2 separate regions of the Mus musculus genome follow, and region 2 is linked to region 1. The links are chromatin contacts, called in public Hi-C maps. All regions are on one chromosome and are shown on one strand. The core of a region is the stretch at or near the end of the contact, and the rest is flanking DNA. Distances in the headings are between cores, read along the strand shown. Region 1 has its middle 30 kb from the start of Gm29891. Region 2 holds the start of Cited4 (Cbp/p300-interacting transactivator, with Glu/Asp-rich carboxy-terminal domain, 4).

The links. Hi-C and Micro-C count contacts between places; a contact is called where the count stands out from the background.
Region 2: a contact with region 1 is called in a Hi-C map of the G1E-ER4 cell line, with 2.7 times the contacts expected there. The contact joins the promoter of Cited4 here to the enhancer-like site in region 1. A contact is called at or near these places in 2 of 39 promoter capture datasets (embryonic stem cells and macrophages), 2 of 15 datasets of contacts at CTCF or cohesin (the G1E-ER4 cell line and the NIH/3T3 cell line), 6 of 484 Hi-C or Micro-C datasets (the G1E-ER4 cell line, erythroid progenitors, fetal liver and 1 more), 5 of 115 datasets of contacts at active chromatin or transcription factors (CD8 T cells, bone marrow-derived macrophages, embryonic stem cells and 1 more) and 3 of 9 other capture datasets (adipose tissue, liver and pancreatic islet).

What each region holds. Positions count from the first base shown.
Region 1 is chr4:120,626,475-120,633,243 of GRCm38.p6, reverse strand. No RefSeq gene overlaps it. Among named protein-coding and RNA genes, the nearest start is that of Gm29891, 30 kb to the left of the region's middle. Within about 2 kb of position 2,738, at least 11 of the 459 cell types and tissues checked have an H3K27ac peak or open chromatin away from gene starts, as enhancers often do. A contact at or near this core is called in the G1E-ER4 cell line and erythroid progenitors, where this site is marked.
Region 2 is chr4:120,663,187-120,669,955 of GRCm38.p6, reverse strand. Cited4 (Cbp/p300-interacting transactivator, with Glu/Asp-rich carboxy-terminal domain, 4) reads right to left here and starts at 3,393. Exons shown (of 1, transcript NM_019563.2): 1 at 2,136-3,393. The coding sequence starts at 3,153. The coding sequence ends at 2,605. Gm29891 (a long non-coding RNA gene) reads right to left here. Exons shown (of 2, transcript XR_376613.4): 2 at 6,680-6,769.

The sequences.
Region 1 (6,769 bases), core at 1,489-3,988:
GAACAAAATCCACATTTCTGGAAAGTGTGTGCTCACACATCAGCATGAAACAAAGGTAACAGGATGACTCTGCGGGGGCGGGGAAGGGGGGACTGGGAGAGAAGGTAACACTATTCTTACAGCTCTGCTGTCAAGCTGAAATTACATTTAAACAACAAAATTTAAGCAACCGTATTGACTTTTACTTTGAACAACTGTCAATCCAGGACCGTAAGTCATCATCAGACTTCTCATCTGTCAGTGGTGGCTGACCCTAATCCAGGGTGACACCTGGTATCTGAGGGGTCTTATACATTGTGAACAGTCTGGGGGCCAACTAGGTTTCTGGGTGCCAAGGCCCTGCTGGGTGTCTTACCCTAGTCTGTCTTGTGTATCAGCTTTTCTGCTGATGTAACTGGTCCAGCCTGGTTTTGGGTCTTAATGTGTGTCATAGCTGAAGCTTACAATACAGTCACATTTTCAAGGCTGTAGCTATGCCTGCCTCATGACCACAGGTCACTCATGGTCACATCTTATCTGATGATGGTGCTCTGCTAGAAACTTCTCAAATTTAATTATGACCCACCAAGGGAGTGGGTCACAGTTATATCAAGAAAACAAATCACACTGATTGTATTTGTTGAGGCAGGTTCTCCCTGTGTAACCCAGGCTGGGCTCCATCTGCGTCAGGCTCCTATGGGCTGGGTTATAAGAGTTTACTACCAAGGTCAGCTAAGAAAGAGGATTTAACATAAGGAATTAAGCACCCAGCTTTGGATAACTGGAAAAGAGTGAGATCATCAGAGATGGTACACTGCAGGAGACATGTCACTCCAAGAAACTGGGAGCCAGAAGAGCAGAAGGTAGTGCTAAGAGCCCAGAAGCAGGAACCCAGGGCCCTAAGGCCTTCACAGGGCTGGTTTGGCAATACGGGAGGGCAAGCTGGCTCAGGAAGCAAGGTGTAATGGAATCAATCGTCATAGTCAGGATGAGGGGCTGCTGTTGGCAGGAATGGAGAGGCCCCCTTCTTCCTTCAGCCTGACAAGCTCCAGTGCCCACGGAAGGCAGAGCCTACTAGAGATTTGGCTAGAAAAATGGAGACAGACTTGACCGAGTGCCTGCTTCATTGTTATCAGAGAGTGTATAGAAGTAGGTTGGAGCTGAGGGCTAGTGGTTAGTGGGGAGTAGAGAGGGTTTGGGCTCAGAGATATGAACTCTTCACTCCCTAACTCAGCCTCGCTGCCATTTGGTCTCTGTGGCTCCTCCTTCTGAGCCAGCACCTCTTTGAGGTGCTATCTTTTCCGGGCCAGGCCGCTTTACCCTGGGGTCCTCTTTCTGCTTTCCCTGAGTATTCTGAACCTGTGGAAGAGGAGAGAGGCAGCCTCAAAGCTGGAGCCTCATACTCAACCTCTTTCTCCACAGCTCCCAAAAACTCCGTGTTTGTCAGGAACTGCCTCTTTCTTGGCATCAGCCAAACTCTGACTCCATGGGTCACCAAATTTCATTTCTTGTTATTTAATGACAAAAGCAAAACACCTGATGCAAACTTTTCTCTCTAATTCTTAATTCTTGTATTTTTAATGACTCTTCAAAAATAGCTCTGTCATCTCTTAAGAGTCTAATTTAAGCATCATGAATATTTAAAAGATAAGCATACAGCTGGGCATGGTGGTGAACAACTTGAATCCTAGTACTTGGGAGGCTGAGGTAGGCAAATCTCTGTGAGTTCAAGCCAGCCTGATCTACATAGTGAATTCCAGGACAGCCAGAACTACATAGAGAGACCCTGTCTCAATCAATCAATCAATCAATCAATCAATCAATCAATCAATAAAACAAAGTTTAACAAGGAGGCAGGAGATATGGTTTTGTGGGTATAGTACTTGGACCTAAGTTCTGATCCTCAACACCCATGTAAAAGACCTTGCATGTAACCAATCTCAGGGGTAGGGATGGAGATGGGGTGCTCACACTTGTGTAGTCTAAGCAAAAGTGGGGAGCTTTAGGTTCAGTGAGAGACACTGTATCAGAGAATAAGGAAGAGTAATAGGACTCCAGATGCCAACCTCTGGCCTCCGCACATGTACTCACAGATGCGCGCGCACACACACACACACACACACACACACACACACACACACACACACACACAATTTAACAAAAAGTAAAGAAAAAAATAAAAGGAGAATTGAACTGAGTGCTGAGGTGCTTCCCTGAGCCTAATGAAGGGCCATTAAGAAAACCACTTTGGTCAAACCTGTCATGGTGGCTCACGCAGATAAACCCAACAAGCAGGAGGTATAGACAGGACCAGGAGGCCGAGGCATGAGTTCAAGGTCAGCCTTGGCTGCTGGAGACTATGTCTCAATTTCCTTGCTTCCTTGGTTTTATTTTTAAACTTTATTTATGTGTATGTCAGTCTATATATGTGAGCATATGAGTATGTGTGGGCATGTGTGAGCATGTGTGAGCATGTGTGAGCATGTGAGCATGTGTGAGCATGTGAGCATGTGAGCATGCATGAGCCTATGTGCTGAGGCCAGCAGCCAAAAGAGAGTATTGGATTCCCTGCTAGAGCTGGAGATACCGGTGGCTGTGAACCTTGAGTCAGAGGTGTTGGGAACAGGTCTTATGGAAGAACAGCAAATACCACACTGAACTATCTCTCTGCCCCCCCCTCCCTCCCTCCCTCCCACCCTTCCCCCTTCCTCCCTCCTTTCCTTCCTTCTTATCAAATGGAAAAAAAAAACAGTAAAAGCAAGGAGTAGGGAGGCATGGAGCCCTGTGATAGGGCACGAAATTATAGTTAGATAAGAGAGACAAGTGCTGATGTTCTGCTTCCGTTGGGTTATTGTAGATAATAACGCGCTTCTATTTCAAAAGCCAAGACGACATGTGATATACGAGGCCCTGGGCTTTGTCCCCGTGATGGAGAAAAAGCTAGATGAAAAAGGTTTTAAATGTTCTCACCTCAAAGAAATGATAAACACATACCACTAACTGGTGAGATTTTCATGGCCATGAGTTCAAAGTTACACTGGTCTGCAGATTGACACCTTTCTTCCACGACAAAGGAAGTACCAGGATTGTGCAGAAACAAGACTGAGAAATTATCATAGACAGGAAGACTAAAGAGGCCTGATAGATGAATACAATGTGTGTGTAGCTTAGGAGACATTTTGGAACAGACATACAGACACGCAGACACACAAACACACAGAGTGCAGTAAAGAAACTAATAAAATTCAGATGAAGTCTGTAATTTAGTTAGTAGTATGTTAAGATTTTATTTATTTTTATGTGTATGTGTGCATGCCTGTATGTATGTATGTACATAACGTACATCCCTGGTGCCTTGGCGACCAGAAAGGAGCATCGTATCCCCTCGAACTGGAGTTATAGGTGGTTGTAAGTTTTCATCCATTGCATCCTGCGAACCAAACCTGGATCCTCTGCAAGAGCAATTGCTCTTTTGCTAGTGGCTAGTGTGCATGTGACATTAAGGAGCAAGACAACAAAAATCTAAAATCAGGGCCTGAGTACGGAGCACAGGACAAGAGCACTCTCTCTACCTGGGTAGATCCACAGCACCGAAACGTTAAAAGGAGAAGAGGAAACCTTCACACAGTCTCCTGCTATGCCCATGAATGGGGTGCTTTGTACATGCCACATTTGGGGGACCAGTTCTAGCCTTTACTATTTTTTATTACATTTATTAGGTGTGTGTACTTATTTATATGGGCATGTATTTCAGCGTGTGTCTGTATTTGTGTGTCTCTGTGTGTCTGTGTCTGTGTGTCTGTGTGTCCGTGTCTGGGGGGGGGGGGTCAGAGAACAACTTGAAGGACTCAGGTCTCTTCTTCCACCATGTGAGTCACAGGAATCAAACTCAGGCTTTCAAGCTTGGTAATCCTTTGCCCACTGAGCCATCTTGCTGCCTACCCTTTACCTCTGCCCTCTTTACACTGTTGGGAAACTCTGAGGGTTGTGTGAACTGGTACTGAATACAAGTTCTGGAGCAGCTTAGTTCTAGGCAAATCATGTAAGTTCAACTAAACTTTTCATTTATGTTTATGAGCGTGGGTATTTTGTCTGGAAGTATGTCTCTGTGACACACACATGCCTGGAGGTGCTGAGAACCAAACCTGGGTCCTCTTCCTCTGGAAGAGCAGCAGGTGCTCATAAGTGCTGAGCCGTCTCTCCAGGTCCCCACATTGGTATTTTAAAACTATTATTTGGCAATATGTTTATATTTAAAGAAGAGCTAGAGGGCTGGGGATAGGACTCAGCTGACAGAATGCAGACCTAGCAAGCATAAAGCCCTGGGTTTAACTCCTGGTACTTCATAAAGCAGGAGTTGTGACACATGCCTGAAATTCTAGCTCTCAGGCAGTGGAGGCAGGAGGATCGAGCTTTCAGGAACATCCTCAGGTATATAGATGGAGTCCAGCCTGTGGCTCATGAAACAATAACAATCAAGTTATAAGGATAGAACAGGGAGCTCCTTGGTCTGTCTTCCCTGAATGTCACATGACATGCACACTAACCATGAGCGGAAGAGCAATTGTTCTTACAGAGGATCCAGGTTAGGATCCTAGGACACAATGGATGATAACTTAACCACCTGTAACTCCAGTTCCAGGGGATATGATGCTCTCTTCTGGCCTCCAAGGGCACCATCCAAGGATGTACATGATATACATATATAGGTACAGGCATGCACACAAACACTTAAAAATAAAAATAAGTAAAATTTAACACACAACAAACTAAGCTACAGCCTTCATCTGGATTTTGGTAGTTTCTTACTGCACTGTGTGTGTGTGTGTGTGTGTGTGTGTGTGAGAGAGAGAGAGAGAGAGAGAGAGAGAGAGAGAGACAGAGAGACAGAGAGACAGAGAGACAGAGACGGAGACAGAGAGACAGAGAGACAGACAGAAAGACAGACAGAGAATCTGTTTGTGAATCTGTGTGCCTGTTACAGGATTCCTCCTAGGTTACATATACGTTGTATACACCTATCAGACCTCCTTAGTCTTCCTGTGATAATTTCTCAGTCTTGTTTTTGCAGGATCCTGGCACGGTCTCACTTTGCAGACCAGGATAACTTTGAACTCATGGCCATCTCTCTGGTTTAGCTTCCCATGTGCTGGGATTACAGGTTATGACCCACCAGGCCCAGCAACCTTGGTCCTTATGAAGAACACGGTTTAGGTATTTTTGTAGAATGTCCCTTGGGGCCCAATCTGAAGTTTCTCAGGATCAGACTGCGGTTACTGGTTTGTAAGAGGAAGGTCACAGGGATGACGCGTCCCTCTCCTTGACTCATGTTGTTGATATGTGATAGCAACATCCCTTGTGGTCGTGATATTAACCTTAGTCACATGGTTCCAAGGTCATATCTGCTGCCAGATTTCTTTATTGTAAAGTTACTCTGCTTTCTTTACTTGAAAATTGAGTCTGAGTCCAATCCTCGGTCAAGGGTAAGAGAATGGGTTCTGCTTCCCAGGAGAGGGGTATCAAAGTGGGGACAGCCATTAATGGCACTGTGGTAATTAAGGACTCCAAGGAGACACTTTGAGGCTGTTCTAATATGCTGTTTCTCTGTAACTCTTCATTCTCTTTTTGAGTATTGGTCAGTGGATCTTGCCTACAGCGATTCTTCAAGAACTAGAGAAGAACACTTTTCAACATTAAACAACACATTATCCATTGTTTGAGAAAGCATGCAATGTCAATAAGCTATTGTGAAACCAGCCTTTGTATTGTATTAACCACAATCAAATCTACATGCTCTAGATGAACTTAAAATGTATTCAGGGCTCATTCAGAGCTAGGACCCACCGCTGTGGCCATATTGAGTCTGAAGGAGTGAAATCTTTGGAAAATGGTTTTCACTCCTGCCCTGCTTGGAAGCTCATGTCACCCTCGGGTTTGCAATCTCCTTCCCATCACCTCACAGCCAAAGTGAAACAGAGGAAAAAGAAAGAAAGAGAGAGAGAGAGAGAGAGAGAAAGGAAGGAAGGAAGATAGAGAGAGAGAAAGAGAGAAAGCTTGTTTAGACCTTTCATTTGTAACTACAATATCCTCTAGCTGTGACAAGGTCGCCAGCAGGACAAGCGAATTTATGTTCTTTCCTAGAAGGGGCATTTTAAGGAAAAATAAAGTGGCTTGAAAAATCAATTATTGTGTATGTGTATGTGAATGAGTGAGTGTGTGTGAGTTTGTGAGTGAGTGTGTGTGTGTGTGTGTGTGTGTGTGTGTGTGTGTAAATGTGTGTGTATGTGCGCCATGGCATACTTGTGAAAGCGGGAAGACATTGCAAGAATTGATTCTTTCCTACCAGGTAGGTTCTGGGAAGTGAACTCAGGTCTTCAGGCTTGGTTACAGGTGCCTTTAGCCACTGTGTTCTTCATCACAAAAATCTAATTTTAGATCAGCAGGAGAAAGAGAATATTGTCTAGTTATTAAATGTACTGGCTGGTTTTGTGTCAACTTGACACAGGCTGGAGTTATCACAGAGAAAGGAGCTTCAGTTGAGGAAATGCCTCCATGAGATCTTGCTGTGGGGCATTTCCTCAATTAGTGATCAAGCGGGGAGGCCCCTAGTGGGTGGGACCATCTCTGGGCTGGTAGTCTTGGTTCTATAAGAGAGCAGGCTGAGCAAGCCAGTAATGAACATCCCTCCATGGCCTCTGCATCAGCTCCTGTTTCCTGACCTGCTTGAGTTCCAGTCCTGACTTCCTTTGGTGATGAACAGCAATGTGAAAATGTAAGCTGAATAAATCCT
Region 2 (6,769 bases), core at 2,144-4,643, 36 kb before region 1:
GAGGTCCTCAGGACAGAAGGGCAGCAGGCTGCTTTAAGAGGCCGGCTCTCAGGACGAGGTGAAAGACACCACAGGAAGTCACGTGCTAAGAACCATCGGTCAGGGGACTTTGTCTGAGGTCAGGCAGCTCCTGAGAATGTTCTAGAACTGGTTATGTGGTAAAGAGACTCTGAGTTCATTTCTTTTTCACCTGCAGCTATCGGGCCAGGGCCTGGTGAGCTGTTCTAGTCTTATCTTCTCTGCCCATCTGTCTGCTGACCAGCTTGTCAGTGGTCCCTCTTGGGAGGGTGACAGGCATTTTGATTGTTTTGGTTTTGGTGCTGGGAATTAAAGCCAGGACCTTGTACATGCCAGCAGGATCTCTACCTTAAATCTGTATTTAGCACCCTCTCCCCCACTTTTTTCTCTTTTGAGACAGGAATCTTACTAAGGGGTCCAGGTTACTAATCTTATAGGTTAGTCTAGAACTCACTCTGCAGTGCAGGCTGACTTCGAACTCAGCTTCCTCAATGTCAGATTACAGGTGTGGGTCACCACGCATGGCTTGGTGCGGTGGTCTTGCATTCCCTCCTACTTGGTAGTTAAACTACCCACTTATTAATTCATCCTGAGCTGCTTCCTCACTTACAGAGAGGGTAATTGCCTTGTAAAGTAACAGAGCAAAAACTTTAGCCTCTTTTTATTGGTGGAGAAACCAAGGCCCGCAGAAAAGGCAGTCAAGGTAGTGTCTAGCCCAGGGCCAAACCTTTCCAATTGAATTCTGGTCCGGCGAGCCTGGGCAATGCTGGAGCAAACACAGAGCACTCTTAGCTCAAAGGTCTGTCCAGAGGACTCTTTCCATCTGTCCCAGAAGGCCCTGGGATCTAAGAGTAGAGCTTCATTCATCTACAGAACACTTCCTATCACCCACTCTCGCCCATGTTGCAGGTGTTAGAGCTGGTGCCCTCACAGTATACCCTGGGATAACTCACAGCTGCTGGGGTCACATGCAGGAGCACTGGTCACTAGAGCAAAGGCCAATGATGTGGAGACAAAGGGCTCAGTGCAATGACCTTGCTCTCTAGTCTCTGGAATTTACTGTCTCCTAGAGAATGCACCGCTGCCTGTCCCTGGCATTATGGAAGCCTGTCTGACTAGGTCTCTTTCTCCTGGCCTTCAGCCTGTCTTCCAGCCTTTCTCCCACACAGTAGGGGATCTTTCCAGAGTTGACAGCAGAGGGTGCACTAGAGATCTGGACTTGAAGGTCAAATCTTGCCAGGCTTGGGCTGGCGCCACACCCCTTGTCTGTGGAATGAGGACTGAGCTGGTCACATAAAGTTGCCATGAAACCATTAGATCTTCCCAGTCTGTTCCAGATGCTCCTTGTCCTTTCCCAGAGTCCACGAACTGGTATACGGCCCTCCCTTTAGTCAAGGCCTGTCCTGTTCCTCAAGACAGTTGTCATTCCATATTGTTGATCCCATCAAATGTACCTCCCTGAAGCTGAAATGACCTCCACCCCAACTAGCTGAACCTATTCCACCTGTTTTCTGGACAAGTCCCTTCCATGTTCCAAGAACAGTCTGTTTCCAGGTCTGTCCCTATGATTCCTTATGCACCAACGCTCAGAACAAACATCTCTATAGTTTCCGGAGGTGACTAAGAGTCTGACAGTGTGCTATAGTCATTACATGGATGAAGTATGAAGTATGTGTGAAGTATGTATGGTTCAGTCTCTATCAACACACACACACACACACACACACACACACACACCGCTATAAAAGTATCACAACCATATCCTTCCAAAGAAACCAAAAGGGCAGTGTCGTGGGCAAGTGAGATAGTCTCTGTTCAAAGCTAGGGCTGCCTGGATCTTCAGGGGACCCCCCCCCCCCAGTTCCTGGAGTCCTAGTGGCTAGGAAATCAAACGGATTAAGCTGTTAACTGGCCAGGCAGCAGCCTGGACCCCTCAGGTTATGTCATGACAATTGCACAACTCTCAAGACATTTTCAAAAGAAACTATCAGGTCTCTTGTCCTTTGGGCTGTTGAGGTTGCGAGCCTCAGTTTCACTTTGGGACTCTAACAGCCTCAGACTTTTTGCAAGTTACAGGTACTTGAGGGTGGGGATGAAAAGGAAATGGAAACTCAAAATTGTAAAGCAACCCAGTTTTATTTTGGTTTTAGAGGCCAGCGGGAGCATGGCTCCACTCTGCAGGGGTTAGGTGTAAAATCCTTCCCTCCCCCGGGCCAGGGGCCCAGGGAAGGTAGGGGGTACGGAGAGATGGCTCCCTAGACCCAATCCGGTTAGTAGGCTGCTCGAGAAGGAAGGTCAGGCAGAGGCCTGTAATGGCTCAGATTGGGGCAAGGCGGCGGAAAGAGGGCACAGAATCCAAGAACGTGGAATCCGAAGGCTGGTTCAGTTCCCTCCATTAGACCGCTGAGGCTTGGGTATGAGAAGCGAGACCCAACTGTCATCTGGCAGGAGGCAGAGCCTGGAGGCAAGGCAGGTGTTCTCGGCTGGAGCCGTCTCGGCACGAAAACCAGGCGCCTCCACCCTCACGGAGGGTGTGTGGGAGCCGGGCCACCGGGCGCAAGGTCCCGTGTCTCTGGGTGGTGGCTCTCAACAGCTCACCGAGCCGGCGGCCGGCGCTGACCCCAGGTCTGAGAAGCAATCGAACTCGCTCTGGCCGAGGAAGAGCTCCGGCAGCTCGCGTACGCGGTGCAACCCGAGCTCGAGTTCCAGCGACGTCAGCGCCTCTTCGTCGATGAGCTCGGTGTCCATGCAGCCCAGGGCGGGTGGCGGCGGCGGCGGCGGCAACGAGGCTGCGGCTCCGGGCGCCGGCTGCAGAGGTGAGGGCCCTCCAGCGGCTGCCGGGGGCGCCGGGATGCGGCCCGGGGACGGTGTGGCTGCAGACTGCAGGTGCGTGCTACCGGCGCCCGGCGACTGCGAGACGGGGAAGGGCTGGAAAGAGACCGGCGACCCGAAGGAGCCGTATGCCAGGGTCCCGGGTGGCGGCGGCGGTCCCAGCGGAGCCCCCCGCGGCCGCAGACCGCTGTCCATGCCCGGGCCTGCGTATGGCTGCAGAGTCCGGGGAGCGTGCGGGCCGTGGGTGTGCGGCGGCACCTGTAGCAGGCAGTAGCCCTCGGCGAGCATCAGGTGGTCGGCCATAGCAGCTGGCGGACAGTCAGGGCACGCCCCGGGTCTCGGCCAGCGGCTCCTCTTGGGCGGGAGACCCGGGCACTGTGCAGTCCCTGCAACTCAACCAGGCAGAGGAAGAATAAATCGGATTCGTTCACTGTCTCACCCGGGTCTCCCGGATCTCCTCTCTTCTGCGCTGCCCACAGCAGTAGTTGCAGGCCGCAAAAGAAACAGACAGCCCAAGGGTTCCCAGGCTTTCGCGCAGTGCCTTGAAGTCCGGAGATTTTTTATACCAAGAGGCGGGAACGCCACGCCCACTCTCTGTCATTGGCTGGATGAATCCCTTCTGGGCGGGTCGTGAACCTGTCCAAGAAGGTATTGGTCCCGCCCCCTACCAGAGCTCCGCCCTTTGGGCCTGCAAGGGCGTCCCAGGATGCAGGCACTTTGGTAGGGCTGGGTGGTTGACATTTTTCTGGGGCTTGGTCAGGCCTTCGAGGTACTGGTTAAGAGGGGGTATGGGAGTAGCTTGAATTTGCCAGATGAGGTGAGAGGGCCAGTTCCTGTAGTTTCAGGATCTTGGCGTCACTCAATTTACTATTTTTTCGGACTGAGCCTCAGAGGCAGGAGAGATTTCCTGGAAACACACAGTAAATAAAGCCTTTAAGATTCAAACCCGGAACTTTGTATTGCACTTCAGCGAAGTGCAATGTCCTTTGAAGAGGTCAGCTCTCTGTTCCTACAATCCCCAGGGAGCCAATTGCTCCTTCTCTCTGGTTCACACTGTGCTGTCTGTTGAAGCTTGTCCTGAGTTGTTATTAAAGTAATTTATGGGCATGTCTCCTGAAGGACTTGTTCATCTTCTTACCCTCAGCATTTGGCCCGCAGCCTGGTTCAGAGCTGGCTTTCTGTAAAAGTGGAATGAATGAGCAAATGATGGCGTGAATTGCAGCTCATTCACCAAACTGCGGCTTTCTCCTCCGTAGGATGCTGGCCAGAGTAGCAGAGACCACAAGCGCCTATGGTGAAAGTTAGCTGAGGCTCTGTGTGTGTGTGTGTGTGTGTGTGTGTGTGTGTGTGTGTGTGTATAGAGCCCTCCATAGTGCCTGGCACATACATATGTATTAAATGTTCTTTAATCTAGTGAAAGGTTGGCTATAAGGCTGGCTCTAATGATCACCCAATGGGGGATTTCCAAAGCTTCTTTGAATCACAATAATCCTAACTTGGAGCTTTAGAGTGCTCTACATTCTACAAGTGCCTTTCTGGGGTAGGGTATGAATTTTTAGCCCTATTTTGCAGATAAGAAGACTAAGGCACCAAAGGAAAATGAGGCTGTGCAGAGGCTGTATGCAAATAGTCATTCCTATATGCAACAAGCTCTTTGAGCCACAGGCATGCCGGGGACGGTTTCCTGGAGCCTGACTTACACATGTTGGCTTTCCCCTCCTCAGGCTCCCCTCCCCCCTGCAGCAGCCTCTGGCCTTCCTGGAACTTTGGTTTATCTAGCTGGTGTAGAGGGGAGAAGTTTAGCAGCCGAGTTCAGAGGCCCAAGTTCTAATCATAGCTCTGCCACCTGCAGGGGCGTTGGGTGGGGGCTGGGGGGGCATCACTTGATTCCATAGGGCCTCTGCTTTCTGCTGTGAAAGGAAGTTGGTGGTCCTAGTCTAGTATAATGAAAGCCTTGGGCTATCTCTTTTTCTCCAGATAGGGCTCCACACAGAAATTCTTAAACCTGACTGTTAGGGGGAACCCTAACCTTCTGACTCAGAAGGTTAACACTGAGATGTTTGTTTGTTTGTTTGTTTGTTTGTTTTAGGCAGAGCCTTGCTGTGTAACCCAGGCTGGTCTTGAAGCTGATATTATTGTCGTTCAGCCTTCCTAGTGCTTAGACTGTGGGTGGTTTGGAATCATAAGACTATGTTTTTAAAAAAAATCACCCTGACATAGCTGGTCTAAGGACACCATCGTTTGGCAGTGGTTACATCACAAGACAGTTTTGCTTTTAGAAAAAAGTGTGTGTGTGTGTGTGTGTGTGTGTGTGTGTGTGAATAATGCTTTAAAAAGTTATCTAATCTGGGGCTGGAGAAATGGCTCACCACTTAAGAGAGCTTGCTGTTCCTCCAGATGGCCTGAGTTTGGTTCCCACTGTTCATACTGGGCAGCTCACAACCACCTTTAATGCCAGCTTCAGATGATCCAATAGCTTCTTTTTACTTTTGTGGGTACCCACATACACATCTCACACAAACATACACAAATCAAAATTTAAAATAAGATTTTTGAAGTTCTTTAGCGCGTTTGGTGCATTAACTGACAACTAACAATTCACTGGGAGACGGTGGAGGAGCCTACTTCCATCAAGGGCTTGCTATACAAACTTGGGGGCTTGAGTTTGGATTCCCAACATCCACATAAAAAGCTGAGGTGTCCAGGGATCCACCCCATAATCAGCTTCCAAACGCTGACACCATTGCATACACTAGCAAGATTTTATCGAAAGGACCCAGATGTAGCTGTCTCTTGTGAGACTAGGCCGGGGCCTAGCAAACACAGAAGTGGATGCTCACAGTCAGCTATTTTGGATCACAGGGCTCCCAATGGAGGAGCTAGAGAAAGTACCCAAGGAGCTAAAGGGATCTGCAACCCTATAGGTGGAACAACAATATGAACTAACCAGTACCCCGGAGCTCTTGACTCTAGCTGCATATGTATCAAAAGATGGCCTAGTCGGCCATCACTGCAAAGAGAGGCCCATTGGACACACAAACTGTATATGCCCCAGTACAGGGGAACGCCAGGGCCAAAAAAATGGGAATGGGTGGGTAGGGAAGTGGGGGGAAGGGTATGGGGGACTTTTGGGACAGCATTGGAAATGTAATTGAGGAAAATATGTAATAAAAAATATTTTAAAAAAAAAGCTGAGGTGTCGGGCTGGCGAGATGGCTCAGCGGTTAAGAGCGCCGACTGAGTTCAAATCCCAGCAACCACATGGTGGCTCACAACCATCCATAACGAAATCTAATGCCCTCTTCTGGAGTGTCTGAAGATAGCTACAGTGTACTTACATATAATAAATAAATAAAATTTAAAAAAATAAAAAGCTGAGGTGTCATGTTCTTGTAATTGTGGTGCAGTAGAGGTGGATCAAGGAGAACTTTGGAGCTTGCTGGCCAGCCAGACTGGCCTAATCTGCAAACTCCAGATTCAGGGAGAGACCCTGTCTCAAAAAGTAAGGTGTGTGTATGGGGGTGCAGTCTAGTGAGATGGCTCAGAAGTAATGGTGCCTGCAGTCAAACCTGACAGCTTGAACTCGATCCTGAGGGACTCCTATGGTAGAAGGAGAGAATCAACTTCCAAAAGTTATTCTTTGACCTCCACATGCACATCATGGCACACACACACACACACACACACACACACACACACACACACACACATACACACACACACATATGTAAATAAATACATATAAAATAGAGGGAGACACCAGACTTCATCCTCTGGCTTCTGCATATATTGTGCACAATGAACAAACACTTGAACACATATGCATATATACAACACACACATGCATACAAATCTATTAGGTACTTGGAGACATACAGTAAAGAACAAAATAAGTAAAACGAGGCCCTGCGTGCTAGAG